Regions from separate parts of the Sus scrofa genome. Here all the other regions are linked to region 1. Evidence: chromatin contacts called from public Hi-C and HiChIP or PLAC-seq data. All regions are on one chromosome and are shown on one strand. The core of a region is the stretch at or near the end of the contact, and the rest is flanking DNA. Distances in the headings are between cores, read along the strand shown.

Region 1 (4,699 bases), core at 661-3,160:
GTCACACACAGAATGCCACACACAGAAGCTGGACGCCATCGGCTGGAGCTCCTCCCTCCAGCATGGCCACCTCGCAACCTACGTCTTTCCCTCCCACCCCACCTGGACCCTGACTCCCAAGCACCTCCGTGCTCGCTCCAAGGTCGCCAGCCTCCTTGTCTGTAAATCCGATGGATTCTCTGCCACTCTGGTTTTGCCTCATCTCCTGTGGTGTGTGACACCACTGATCACGCCCACAGATCCCATGACATGAGATGCTATGGTATTCTTGCTTTGGGGAACATCCAACCTCCTTTTTTGTACCATCTTGCTCCGCCTGCTACTAAAACGTAGACATTCCTGAGGTTCTGCCCCCGACCCTGGCTTCTCAATCCTCACTCTCTCAAGGGACTTCATTTGCCATTGAACCCTTATGACTCTCAAACTGCTCTGTCCTGCCCAAGCCCTGAGTTTCCCCATGTGCCTCATGCAACACTCCTCAAAACTGAATTCACTGTCTCTCTCCAAAAAATCTGCTTCTCTTCCAAACTCAACTTCCGTCGACAACACTACCACCCACCTGGTCACACCAGCCAAAATCCAAGGACCATCCTCAATTCCTTCTTCTCCTTCCCACTGTCATCCAAGTGCTTAAGCTCTGTCACCTCCTCCTCCAAAACACCTCTCCAATGGGTCAACGACTCTCCATCCCGCTGCTGCTGCCCTGGTGCCAGCCATGGCCAGTCCTTACCTCCTCTATGGGTCTTGACTGCTCTTTACCCAGTTCTCAACACAGTGTTCTCTGTGATAACGTGAATACGACTAACTCGCTCCCCAGCTCGAATTCATGGCTCCCTATTACTTTTGAAACAAAGTTCAAAATTTTTTGTTTTTTGTTTTCTCAGGGCCACACCCTGGCATATGGAGGTTCCCAGGCTAAGGGTCGAATTGGAGCTACAGCTGCCGGCCTACACCACCGCCACAGCCACGCCAGATCCGAGTTGCACCTGTGACCTACACCACAGCTCAAGACAGTGCAGGATCCTTAACCCACTGAGCCAGGCCAGGGGTCGAACCCACAACCTCATGGTTCCTAGTCGGATTCGTTTCCGCTGCGCCAGGACGGGAACGCCAACAAAATTCAATTATCTTAACAGGCTTGCAGGAGCCTCTGTGTTCGGACCCCTGCCTCATGTCTCTGCTATGAGCTCTACATAACCTGCCCAATACCAGGTGTCCTCCTGCCTCTACACACGATGGTACCACTCCATGCGTTCACTCGACACATTTAGCGAGTGCCTGTGATGTGTCAGTTAAGGAAAACAGAGAAAATCTCCACCTTCACGGAGTTTAGCAGAGAAAGCCAACCCTTAATCCCAAATAATCAAAACAAGACCCTTCCAAATGCGCTGACGACGGGCCTGGGGATGGCTGGGCCTGTGGGCTTGGCTTCCATCCCCGAGGCCCTCCACCCTGAGACCCTCCCCATCGCCCCGCCCCCTGCCCAGGCCCCGCCCCTCACCGGCCTCGTAGCCTTCATCTCGCTTCTCCCGCTTCACGCGGCGCTCGGAGGGCTCTGTCTGGCTACGCTCCCGCCCGTGCGTGCTGCTGCGGGCCTCCGCTTCGGCCCCGCGCCGCCCGCTCCCGCGCTCGCTCCCACGCTCCCGGCTCCGCTTTCGTCGTTCGCCACCGCTGCTGCCGCCGCCGCTGCTCCGGTGCTTGTGTTTTTTGTGCTCCCGGTGCCGAGGCGGCTGCTCGGTGGCGCTCCCGGTGCTCGCTCCTGCCGTAGTCCCGGCCGCCTCCTTCTCCCCGCGGTGCTTCTTTGACGACCCCATGGTGGTAGGTCCACCCGAGCCCCGCCGCCGCCGCCGCCGCCGCCACCGCCGCCGCCGAGCCCCGACGGCGCAAAATGGGAACACTTCCGGGTCGGGCCCGGCTGCGCCGTCGCGTTGCCGGAAACCAAGAGCGGCTGCTTCCGTCCTTTGCCTCGGAGCTGCCCCAAAGGCTCATGGGAAGGCTGGGATCGGGCCCGACTGCGCATTCGCGGCCGGCACTGGCCGAGCGGCGGTCTTTGACATAGTGGTCGGATTGCGCGTGCGCTCAAGCTTGAGGGGCGCGTTCGAGTCCGGGGAAGACCGTATCCCAGAATTTGAAGGACCTAGGGCCCATCTAAGCCAGCATGGCCTCCCTGGCTTCCCTCCGCTTGCACACCCTCAGCCACGGGATGCTCACTGCAGCGCCCGCCGCTCCAGCAGAAGTCCTCCTAGTAGACTCCCTGGGGTCGTGGCCGATCAGGTGTAGGAGGACGGAGCACGTTCTGCTCCTGAGACCCTCAGCTCCACAACCCAGCCTCCTCCCAGCCCCCACAACTAATATTGTCTGCAAACGCTGCCTTCCCACGGTCCCTGAATTGGGTTTTTTTAACGTGCGCTTTGACTGCTACGGAGCTCGAGATGGGCCTTTGCATGCCTGTGAACCCCTGAAATCGAACGCAAAATTTAGCACATCGGGGTGTGTGTGTGTGTGTGTGTGTGTGTGTGTGTGTGTGTGTGTGTGTGTGAGAGAGAGAGAGAGAGAGCGCGCTCGCGGGAGCTGCTGCTGCTTTTTTTTTTTCCCTCTTGAGAGGAGCTCTAACTTGAAGTTGCTTGAAGCTAAAATCTCAGTTTACACAGGAATTCTCCTATGGCGCAGCGAGTTAAAGATCTAAAGATCCGGGACTGTCACTGGAGCGACTTGGGTCACTCCTGTGGCTTGGGTTCAATTCCTGACCCAGGAACTCTCGCATGCCACAGGCACAGCCAAATAAACAACAACAACAAAAACTCTGTTCACACAATCTCTCCATCCCTCCTGACACCCCTCACCTCCCAGTTGCCCCATCTGGAGGCCCATCTGTCTGTGATTATGCTCCCCTTTAAAGTTCCGCTTTCCTCCCCCCCAGAACTGGGAGTTCCCAAAGGCAGAAGCCATTCTGTCCTATTCACTCTTGACTTTCTAGGACCCAGCATTTCTAGGGCAAGTTGCCGCTGTTGCTCTTGGAGATGCCATGCTCACACCTCAGGAGCAGAGGCAGAGCTGTGCACAGGGAGGGGGCAGCCAGAACAGCCAGAGTTCCTCTGGGATGTGGGGAAAGCCTGCTGCAAACCCACCTGCCACCGCCAGCTCCCAACACGCAGCCCCTTCCCACCACCAGAAATCTCACACTATTTTCCACAAAGCATTTAATTTTATTTTTAATTTTAATCTTAGACACCAGACTCCTGGTCTGAGCTTGAGTTAGAGTGCTTATCAGGCTGGCTGCCGGTGGATCCTGTCTTCGTGGGGCTCTGAGAAGAGTCCTGCATTCTTGCCCCCACTGACCTGTGGCTCCTTAAAGACAAAAGACACCAAGAGGCCACTGGGCTCTACAGCTCTCTGTCCCTGTGCCCAAGAAGACATGGGCTGTTGGATGGGTGAGGCCATCATCACTGATGTCGGGGCTCCTGTACTGTGTGACCCTGAGAAGTGATTACCCCTCCTCAAGCCTCAAAACCCCTGCTGTGCACCTAGTTGTTGGAAAGCATACGCGTATGTGGAGTGACTGGCCAGGCCCCAGCCCAGGGTGGGAACTTGGTGTGCGGTGCATTCCTGTGTCCTTGGGCATGGCCCTACCCCTCGGGTTCTTAGTTTCCGCACCGGAAGTAGGGAAAATAACCCTGGCCCTGCCTTCCTCCGCTCAAGCTGGACTCGTCCTCCAGGTCAGGGAGTGGATGGGGCAGGTCTGAAGCCCAGATTCTGGGTGGATCCAGGGCCGGCAGACGCGGGGTGAGACCCTGTGGGGAGTGCTGGTGATGGTGCCCTTTCTCCCCGCAGTTGGGCCTCACCTGGGTTTCCTGGGGGCACCTTCTCTGTCCCCCTTTCCTGCCTCAGCCAGCAGCTGCTCCTCATCCAGTCCCAGTTCCGACAGCACCTGGGAGAAGCGCCGCGTCACCGTGAGCCGGGCATTGACCTGAGGAGAGAGAAGAGGGGTTCCCTCTCTTGACAGGGCTGCTGAGGACACCATGAGGCTCTGATTACACAGGGGTCCTGGGGCTTCCAGATGGGCGGCAGCCTTGGGGGGCCTGACTCAGGGGGCCCACTCCCACCCACTGGGCCAGTGAAAAGCTTGGTTCTCCGGAGCCCATGTGCTGACCCAGCTGCTGGCCTCACCTGCATGGCCTGCTGGAACAGGTAGGGCCGGGCCTGCACCCTGTGCTGGATGCCCTGCAACTCTGCCTGGTACTCAGCAAAGCGCTGTCGCTCCTGGCGCCTGCGGGGAGATGGGCCTCTGAGCAGCTAACCCTGGACACGCGTCACCCCCGCTCCTCGGCCCACTCGTTCTCACTAAGGACTTTCTGTTTCTGTCCTCCCACCCTTAGCTCTACAAAGCCGTTTCATTCCCATCCTTGCCCTGGCCTCCTCCCGAGGTCAGAGGGGCGGGAATTATCTGCCCCATCTTACCCACAACTTGCCAGAGACTCAAGAGGTTCGAGGGGCTTGCCCAGGGTTGCACAGCCGGGAAATGAAGGACTGAGCACATGCCCAAGTCTGCAGGTTGTGCCAGGCTCGCCTGTCCTCCCAGCTACCCCCAAGGGAGAGGGGCCTGCGCTGGCTTCCGAGAAACTGAGCCTTGGCTTGCACATTCCATCCACCCCCAGGAGGAGAAGCTGTGGCTGTGGCTTCAGGCAAGGTCCCACTCTGG
Region 2 (4,699 bases), core at 1,622-4,121, 120 kb after region 1:
TTTTCAATATTTCTGAGTCTTTATAAAGTATGTCTCTTTTACCAGAATATAGTGTCTTTTAAAAATCCAATCTGGGGAGTTCCTGTCTTGGCGCAGTGGTGAACGAATCCGACTAGGAACCATGAGGTTGCGGATTCAATCCCTGGCCTTGCTCAGTGGGTTAAGGATCCCGTGTTGCCGTGAGCTGTGGTGTAGGTCGCAGACGCGACTTGGATCGGGTGTTGCTGTGGCTCTGGCGTAGGCCAGCAGCAACAGCTCCGATTAGACCCCTAGCCTGGGAACCTCCATATGCCGCGGGTAGCAGTCCTAGAAAAGGCAAAAAGACAAAAAAAAAAAAAAAAAAAAAAATCCATTCTGGGTGTTCCCGCTGTGGTGCAGTGGGTTAATGATCTGGTTCATCTCTGTGGTTTTGATGGTTCAATCCCTGGCCCACCACAGGGGGTCAAGGATCTGGTGTTTCTACCGCTGTGGTGTAGGTCGCAGCTGTGGTTTGGATTCGATCCCTGGCCTGGGAACTTCCATATGCTGTAGGTACAGCCGAAAAAAGAAAAAAACATCCAATCTGATTTTTTTTTAATTTTTAATTTAAAATTTTTGCTTTTTAGGGCCACACCCCTGGCATAAGGAGGTTCCCAGGCTAGGGGATCAAATCAGAGCCGTAGCTGCCGGCCACAGTCACAGCAATGCAGGATCCGAGCCGAGTCTGCAACCTACACCACAGCTCACGGCAATGCTGGACCCTTAACCCACTGAACAAGCCCGGGGATCGAACCTGCGTCTTTACGGATGCTAGTCAGATTCCTTAACCACTGAGCCATGAAAGGAACTCCTGCAAATGTTTGTTTTTTTAATTGCAGTGTTTGTTCCAGTCATCACTACTGTAATTACTGATACAGTAAGCTATAAACCTGCCATCTTGCTTTTCATTTTCTCTTTGTCTCATCTATTTTTTGTTCTTTTATTCTTTCTTGACTTCTGTTAGATTACTCAATTTTATGTTATTTCACTTTTCCTATTATATTTAGATATTCATTTATTATCCTTTTCATTTCTCTGTACTTAAAGGAGAATCTTGAAGAAGGTAATGCTTACTCAAGAGGACAAGGTCTAGTAGTACTTTCAGAGTCTGGCACCTACAAAGGTTGAGGGTGGGTGCATCCATCAGTCTGGTAGTCCAGTACATCCTCGAAACACAAACCATCCCATATGATGACAGCCATAGTAATATAACAGCAAACATTTATATTTGTTCTTCCTCTATGCCAGGCACTGCTCTAAGCACTTTATATACATATTAACTAATTTAACCATGAATATGAACACAGATAAACAGTGAAACAGATGCTGTCTGTTCCATACTTTGTGTCTCTCAGCCGCTTTCACCTCTCCACAGTGCACTTGAACCCCAATTTTTTTTTTTTTTTTTTTTTTTTTTTGCTTTTTAGGGCCACACCCATGGCATATGAAGGTTCCCAGGTTAGGGGTCTAATCAGAGCTACAGCTGCTGGCCTATACCACAGCCACAGTAATGCCAGATCCGAGCCGCATCTGCAACCTACACCACAGCTCACGGCCACGACAGATCCTTAAGCCACCGAGCAAGGCCAGGGATCCCACCCGAAACCTCCTGGTCGGATCCGTTTCCGCTGCACCACAACAGGAACTCCTGAACCCCATTTCTTACTTCTTGGCTTCTCTGACACCCCCAGGGCAGGCTCTCCCTTTGCCCAACTGCCCCCCTGCCCCCCCGCACACATAACACACAGTCTGGCTCATTGGTGCTATAGGTCCCCAAGTCCCCTGTCTCCTTTCTGTTTGGTAACTGCTTGAGGGAGATGGGACTTCAAAGATGGACCATAGCTGCTCCATCCTGTCACAGCCCACTAATGTACATGCCTCCAATCCCTAAAAGTGAGCACTTCTGTACAACCATTCCTGGTACAAGAATGCTCAGAAACTATTTGTTGACTGAGGTGAGGTGGAAAGAATTAATGGCTTTACGATTATACAAACAGATACGCAAGTGAAGCCATCATTTCTGAACAGGATTCCCCACACTTTGGGAAAAGAGGAAGGCACTCCAGCCCCTTCTCAATCCTTAACATCCTTGCCTTTTCTTTCCCATTAAACCAGCATGACTCGGTCCTGGGGAGGGGAGAAGTAGGAGCGATGGGGCCTTTTCTGTTAGGGCAAAGGTAAAGATGCCTTCTTTGGCATCCTCACCAGTCCCCATGCAGATGCCATAGAGGCGCCCCACCCCTTGCTCAGGTCTCTTCTTTCTCTAGCTCACGCGTGCGCGCGAAAACACACATCACCACCACTCCCTGACTGGGTAGCACTGGGTACCACGGAGTGAGGGGAAGGTTGGGAGGGGGTTTGCATCCTTTCTCTACCTTGCTCTCCTTCCCAGCCTCTTGATGCTCCTCCATCACTCTCCTCGACTATAGCACACAAAGATGCCGCCGCAGGCCACTGCCCGCGCGCTCCCGCAGTTTGGTCCTCGGTAACTCGCCTGGAGGAACAGACTGAGTAGGGACCCTATCTGATGACGGTGGCACGCTCCCCTCCCTGCCCAGGAGTCACCTGGAGTAGGGCGTGGTTCCCTCGCCTTTCTCTCGCAGCCGCGCCTTTTGATTGGGTAGCAGGTTTACTGTGCGGGACGCCATTGGCTGTAAAGCCTGTCATTCCCTTGCCCAGGTCCCGGCTTTTAAGGGGGCAGTGGGGAACTGAGAGGGCCGGGGACAGGCGACAAAGTGGGTACTGGAGTCGGGGGGGGCTCCAGGGTCGCAGAGGTCTCGTGTCACGTTAGGCCCCGCCTCAGGCTTGCGGGTTGCCGTCCTCCACCGCTCTGGGCCGAGGCTTCCAACGGCCTCGCGCGGTCTGCGCGTGCGCACTCGCCCAGTCTCGCGCCCTCTAGGCGGTGGGCGGGGCGGCGGGCCAGCGGGCCGGGTGGGAGGCGGGGGGTGGGGGGTGGGGGAGACGTGGTGGGGGTGGCGGACTAGGGACGAGGGTCGGGGCTAATGTCTGTCAAGAAAGGGGTTCCGTTTGTCTTTCCTCCCTGGGACATGAGGGAGTGGAGGGGTAAGCCGCACAGGGCAGCGAGGGGGCGCGACAAGACCCGCGGCCAGAGCCCCCGAGGCCAGGCCTGGGCCCGCGGGCGGTCGCTGCTGGAGCCAGGAAGTAGAGGGGCGCAGACGACGCGAGAAAAATTGTGGATGCCCTGGAACGGGCTCATCGTGATCGGGAAGAGAATGGAGCTCCTGGGTAGAAATACGCAAAAGCCTAGGATGTGGGACCCGAAGCTTGAGTCTGAGGACTCGAGAGTGGAAGATGTGGAGAAGACAGCCTTGAGAGGAAAATCAGGCCGGAGTCAGGGTGCGAGACGAGGGCACAGTGTAGCCAGTGCATTACAGGCTTCCGCGGGTTTGGGGAAAGAGCGCTCAAAGAAGATGTGGGGAAAGCAAGAAGTCAGACACAAAATCGAGGCTGAATCTGAGAATGCCGGGACAACGCCAGGGCCTAGGAAGGGGTCTGGGTTTAAAGAGAGGTTGAACTTTACTGGAGGGAGGACCAGTGGTGAGGACTTGAGATCCAGAGGCAATGACCTAGGGCAGAATGAGGAGGAGCTGAGGTCTGGTGGAGAGAAGCTGAGGCTGAGTGGAGAGAAGCTGAGGCTGAGTGGAGAGAAGCTGAGGTCGAGTGGGGAGAAGCTGAGGTCGAGTGGGGAGAGGCTGAGGTCGAGTGGGGAGAGGCTGGGATCGAGTGGGGAGAGGCTGAGATCGAGTGGGGAGAGGCTGAGGTCGAGTGGGGAGAAGCTGAGGTCGAGTGGGGAGAGGCTGAGGTCGAGTGGGGAGAGGCTGGGATCGAGTGGGGAGAGGCTGAGATCGAGTGGGGAGAGGCTGAGGTCGAGTGGGGAGAGGCTGGGATCGAGTGGGGAGAGGCTGAGATCGAGTGGGGAGAGGCTGAGGTCGAGTGGGGAGAGGCTGAGGTCGAGTGGGGAGAAGCTGAGGTCGAGTGGGGAGAAGCTGAGGTCGAGTGGGGAGAAGCTGAGGTCGAGTGGGGAGAAGCTGAGGTCGAGTGGGGAGAAGCTGAGGTCGAGTGGGGAGAAGCTGAGGTCGAGTGGGGAGAAGCTGAGTTCAAGCAGAGAGAAGCTGGTGTTTAGGGGAGAGAAGCTGGGGACTAGTGGAGAGGATTTGAGATCCACTGGAGATCAACGTCCGTCAAGTATAGAGAAGCTGGGATCCAGTAGGGAGAAGCTGGAGAGTAGTGGAGAGAAGCTGGAGGGTTTAAGAACGGGGAGCATACAAGAAGAGAAAGTTGAAAACATGGTAGAAGTTACTGATGATGAAAGATTGATAGAAATTGTGGATGCTGAGATGGAAATGCCTTTCAAAAAGGTAGAGGAGAATGATGAAGAGCTAGAAGAGACTGAGGAAGGGGTGGAGGCTGAAGAGGATGCCTTAGAGGGAGTGAATGATAATACTGATGAATCTGTTTCTATGGAAGAGAAAGAGAATATAGATGAAGGTACCAGTGAATGAGACGGATGAAGGATTTAAGCTAAAGAAGGAAGGAGAAGCAGATAGGGAAAGTATTACAAGTCAAAGAGGAGAAATTAGAGCCAAGCAGGTTATTGATCCTCAAGGGGTAAATAGGAGAGAGAAAGGAGAGCATCTGAGCCTAAGAGGAGAGAGAGTAG
Region 3 (4,699 bases), core at 1,317-3,816, 97 kb after region 1:
CATGGTCACCTGAGGGAGCAGAAGAGAGTCAACCCCAGACCCTGGAACTCGGCAGACTGGTCTGGGAGGCCACCAGTTCAAGCGGCTGCTGAGAGCAGTCAAAGAATCAGCCACGAGCCCGACTTCAAACAGCAACTTGGACAGGAGTGGGGAGCCTGAAGGTACAGACGGTATCCCCGGTGGTGGTGACGGAGGCTACGCCTGGGGGAGGCTCAAGGGACCAAGGCCTCCTGGCCTCAGCACTCACCACCTGATGTTCTGTGTTGCTGCAGCCGCTGGTCCAGCATTCGGCAGAGCCCGTCTCCAAAGTGCTGTAGGATCTTAGCTTCCTTGCCGCTGCGCAGGGGCAGTGGGTACCGCCGGAGGGAGCGCAGCGCCTAGGGTGGGGTGGGTGGGTAGCGGGTACAGTGCTGGGTCGCGGGGCTGGGGAGGTGCCTGATTGTCTGGCCCCGCCAGCACCTGCCCCACCTTCAGGTCCGGTCAGAACCCACCTTCTGAAACACGAATTGAGTGCGGCGCCCCCTGCTGGCGGCCTCGTCCCGCCACTCGGTCAGCCAGCGTACGAAAAGCGGGTTTGGGCAAAGCGGCAGCGGGCGTTTCCGACCCAGGCGGACCGGTGCTGCCATCAGCGCCCGGGCGGGTCCTCTGGCGCCTCACGGCGGCAGGACTGGGACGCCGCCAGTTCTGGAAACGGGATTCGAACACCTGGTTCCGGCGGCGGAGGCGGGCCCTCTGCAGTCACGTGGTCCCACGCGGGTCACTAACCAGAGGACGGCCTTCTGCTGCCCTCCCCGCCTCTGCACTCTAAGAGGTTGGTGCCGCACGTAGTGTCTACCGCCTTTCGCTCTCCTGTTGCTCCGGCACAGGACCAGCCTTTTGGACGCGCCGAACCCAGGCCTGGACCCGCCCCTTCCATCTACCCCGGATTCGAGAGCGGGAGTCCTTTTTGTACAGGAGAGAAGAGGGTGCACAGCGCCCCCTATGACTGGGAGGTCTGGCCGGGCCGGGCTTAAATGAGTAACCCGAGGCTGTTGGTTTCAGACTGGCTCTAGCGGAGGACGCTGGAGAAACTGGCCTAGTGAAGAATCCGAGAGGTGGGAGGATGGGGAAGCAGATGGGTTCAGTTGTTTTTGTAGGAAGGACATTAGGAATGAGGACACAAAGGTAACGCAGAAAGAGCTGAAAGACCCTCCGAGGAAATGGTGATCCCATGTGGGCCTCCCCATCCAGAGCAGTGGGGGAGGGGCGCGAAGACGAGGACGTGCAGGGAAGGCCAAAGCTGGGAGGACAGGGAGAGGGAGACAGTAGACAAACAGAAAGGGGACAAGTAGGAGGTGCTGGACATCGAGGCATGTGGGAGGGGCTGACATGGGCATGTTGTTGGATTCGGGGTAGCAACCCGGGGGTGAGAAATACGGACAAGGGAAGAACACTTCATCGTTCTTGTGACTCGTTGGAGGTGGGGGACTCTCAGGAAGGTTAAGATGGGAACTATGCAAAGGGGGTTCCACTTGAGCACGAGAGTCTCGCCAGCAAGTTACAGCAGCCGACATCTGCCATACCGGAAGTGGCGAGGTGTGGGTCTGGGGCCTTTCGGGAGTGGAGAGGCGGGCGCCCGAGCTCCAGGCCTGCCCCTTCAGACTCCGCCCAGCCTCGATCCCGCACCCCCCGGCCGGCTCCGCACTCCCGCCTCCCGCCTGACGCTGCCTTATAAGGAGCCTCCAGCAGGCGTTCGGATTGGACCCGCCCCCTCTAGTCTCTTGTCCTAATAAGGACATCTAGGGCATCCCGCAGCTAGGGGCGGGCGGGAGCGCGTCTCCAGGGTAACTGCGAAATCTCCCACCCCCCTCCTCGTTGCTCTTGGAAACTCCGAAGCTCAAAAAGGTGGAGCCAATCTCATCTTGTAGCAAGGTCTCTTGCAGGAGGCGGCGGTCGAGCTGCGGTCCCCACCTGATGCTCCCGGTGGGGGGGCAATGCAGCGGTACGTCCCCGACTACAGTCCCCGGCATGCTCTGCGACATACCCCAGTCTCGGGTGTTGCTCCCCAGCTGAAGACCAAGCTTCCAGCTCTTCATTTACAGCCTTTATTCTGCATATGGGATCGATGCCCCCAATTCTCTTGTTTGCGACCCTGTCTTCTGCAGAGTAAGCGGCTATGGCCTTTGTTGAAAGCCAATGAAATCTCCCTGGAGTCCCCCACCCTAGTCTGTTTTTTGAAGGTTATGCTCCCACAGAGCTTCTGTTTTAATTTCTGTGGGTATTAAATTAACCATATGCCTGGTTACCAACTGGAGAACGAGATTTAAGTCTGGTTTAAAATCTGTTTCCTGGAGTTCCCGTCGTGGAGCAGCGGTTAACGAATCCGACTAGGAACATGAGGTTGCGGGTTCGATCCCAGCCCTTGCTCAGTGGGTTGAGGATCCGGCATTGCCGTGAGCTGTGCTGTAGGTCGCAGACGCAGCTCGGATCCCGCCTTTCTGTGGCTCTGGCATAGGCTGGCAGCTACAGCTCCGATTCGACCCCCTAGCCTGGGAACTTCCATATGCCGTGAGAGCAGCCCAAGAAATGGCAAAAATAAAATAAAATCTGTTTCCTCTGCTCACTGCCTAGTAAAAGGCGGTAATCTTCGAATGCATAAATCCCTGCTCTTCTCCCTTTATTGCCTCATGAATATGCCAAATGCTTTTAAAACTAGTACAAAGCTCTATTTTCAAAGATTTCTTTGTAGTCTTTCCTTGTGTTTTTTTTCTCTTATTTTATTGAAATTGCACATCGCCTTTCCTCAGTAGACAAGAGTGTCTTTTGAGTATGGAGAATGGTTAATGAATGTGTCCTGGATTGAAGTCTCCTTATACTTGGGATTCTCCTTGCTCTAGGACTGGATTCCAGACCAATGAATAGTTGCTTCAATTCACAAAAGCAAAATACCAAGTCACTGGAAATTTTTAGACCAAGAGATCCAGAAAAACGCCAGGATGGACCTTAGGAAAACCGTTTCGGTACGGGATAAAGAAGCGCGAAATCGAGGCTCATTTTCAGGTCAAATCACCCAGCACCGAGGCCTTGGCTCTGTGCAGAGCGTTTCCTGGGGCATTCCACCAACCCGCGCGCTCTCCTTGCTGTAGTCCCGCCCCTCTCAGCTGTCCCCGGACTACACTTCCCAGTATGCAACGTGACGACCAGACGCTGTCAGATGAAAAAGACTCTGCTACCCAGCTGGCCCGAGGACAGCGCAGGAGCCTCGGACTTCATTTCCCGTCGGTCTTCAGGAGGAGCGCCGGAAGCCCGCCCCGCCCCTCATTGTGCGGCTCATACTAAACGGAAGGGGCCGGGAGAGGCCGCGTTCAGTCGGATCCCGGCAGCAGCTGAAGCGGCTCTTGTCTTTTCTGGCTCCTTGCTATCTCCTTTTCGCTTCCGGAAATATGGTGAGCGGCAGGCCACGGCGCGGGAGGGGAGGCGGCTGCGAGTCGATTGTCTGCGTGCGCGGGAGGGAACGGGGGAGCGACGTCGGCACCCCCTCCCCCAGATCCCCCGGCTGGATGAGGGTCTCGTGCTGAGGGGCGGGCGGCGCTGGGACGCGCGTGCGCGCCCGCGGGCGCCGGTGAGGGCCGGCTCGGACGTCGCTCGCGCGCCCCCTGGACTCCCCTCCCCTCCCCCACTCCGCTGTTGCGCCCGCGCGGACACTGGCCGTGGGGGAGGGGTCCAGGGCGCGCGGGTGCGCGGCCGTCGCGGAGCAGCCGGTGTCGCGCGTCGCGGCGGTGCCGAAGCGAATGGGTTCGCGGGTGCGCGCGCGCGCTGGGAGCACGCGGCATCCAAACCTGGCTCGGGGGCGGCGAAGGAAAAGCGCGCGAGCGCTCTCGGCGCGCGCGCCCCACCCAAGGGCTGTTCCTGTCTTCGCGTCACCCTCCCTCGCAGGCGGGTCTGTCTCGAGAGCAGGTGGCAGGGATGCCCACAAGGGGCGGGGGCGGCGCGGCTAGCTGGGATGCGGGGGTGTCCGGGTTTTGGCGCAGGCGCCTGAGATTGGGGGCTTGCCCCGCGCAGCGGACCCCGCAGCGACCACGGCCGCGCTCGGGAGCGAGCCCACGAGACGAGCTGGGTTCTCCGCCGAGTACTCCCGGCGAGGGATGGAACGGCGCTGTCGGCCGGCGCGTGCGCACTCGCTCAGGCCTGGCCGCCGGGCCCGAATCCCTGGACAAGTGGGGCCGTCGGCTTTCCCGGATGGGGCCTGAGGGTGGAGCTGAGTTTAGGGAAGTGACCCAGGCGGGCACCGCCCGGAAACCACCCCGCCCCCTCTGTTCAGCCCGAAGGCTTCGAGGGCCGAAGGTTGTGTAACGTGCCCAGGCCCTCAGCGGAGGGGACCAGTAAGCTGGTGGGTAAAGGCGATTCCTTGGGGTTGAGAGTCTAGAGGTGTCTCTGCATCTGTGTACCGGTTTTTCTCGGGGAGGGGTCTGAGTCTAGCCGATCTCTTCTCCGCCTACTCCGGAAGCGGCTCAATCACGTGGCCAGCTTCCTCTGCAGTTCCGGGAGCGGGGGCAGGTTTTTACCTTGGACAGTCACTCTCTCCCGGCTAGGTTGGGCCCCAGCACGACCCAGAAAAGTTTAAAGAGCTCTCAAGGGCCAAGGTGTTTGGAGTGCTAACTTAGATCAGTGACTTTTGGGGCCTGCATATATTCTGGGGAACAGGGAGTTGTTGGGTAGG

Evidence for each region. A called contact is a pair of places that touch in the nucleus more often than the background predicts. HiChIP or PLAC-seq counts read pairs in DNA pulled down with a chosen protein or histone mark.
Region 2: a contact with region 1 is called in an H3K27ac HiChIP or PLAC-seq map of alveolar macrophages. The contact joins the promoter of SNX32 here to the promoter of SART1 in region 1. A contact is called at or near these places in 5 of 47 Hi-C or Micro-C datasets (embryonic fibroblasts, heart right ventricle, liver and 1 more) and 2 of 2 datasets of contacts at active chromatin or transcription factors (alveolar macrophages and skeletal muscle).
Region 3: a contact with region 1 is called in a Hi-C map of skeletal muscle, with 11 times the contacts expected there. The contact joins the promoter of MUS81 here to the promoter of SART1 in region 1. A contact is called at or near these places in 1 of 5 promoter capture datasets (liver), 10 of 47 Hi-C or Micro-C datasets (embryonic fibroblasts, epiblast stem cells, heart right ventricle and 6 more) and 2 of 2 datasets of contacts at active chromatin or transcription factors (alveolar macrophages and skeletal muscle).

The regions. Positions count from the first base shown.
Region 1 is chr2:6,371,432-6,376,130 of Sscrofa11.1, forward strand. SART1 (U4/U6.U5 tri-snRNP-associated protein 1) reads right to left here and starts at 1,911. Exons shown (of 20, transcript XM_003122517.6): 1 at 1,502-1,911. The coding sequence starts at 1,814. TSGA10IP (testis-specific protein 10-interacting protein) reads right to left here. Exons shown (of 9, transcript XM_021083386.1): 7 at 4,168-4,267; 8 at 3,843-3,967; 9 at 3,186-3,348. The coding sequence ends at 3,225.
Region 2 is chr2:6,485,864-6,490,562 of Sscrofa11.1, forward strand. It overlaps SNX32 (sorting nexin-32), which reads right to left and starts at 2,872. Exons shown (of 13, transcript XM_003122527.4): 1 at 2,394-2,872. The coding sequence starts at 2,429. It overlaps LOC100511545, which reads left to right and starts at 2,990. Exons shown (of 6, transcript XR_002341440.1): 1 at 2,990-4,699.
Region 3 is chr2:6,468,214-6,472,912 of Sscrofa11.1, forward strand. It overlaps MUS81 (crossover junction endonuclease MUS81), which reads right to left and starts at 2,567. Exons shown (of 16, transcript XM_003122526.5): 1 at 492-2,567; 2 at 248-377; 3 at 1-9. The coding sequence starts at 626. It overlaps CFL1 (cofilin 1), which reads left to right and starts at 3,345. Exons shown (of 4, transcript NM_001004043.1): 1 at 3,345-3,425. The coding sequence starts at 3,423.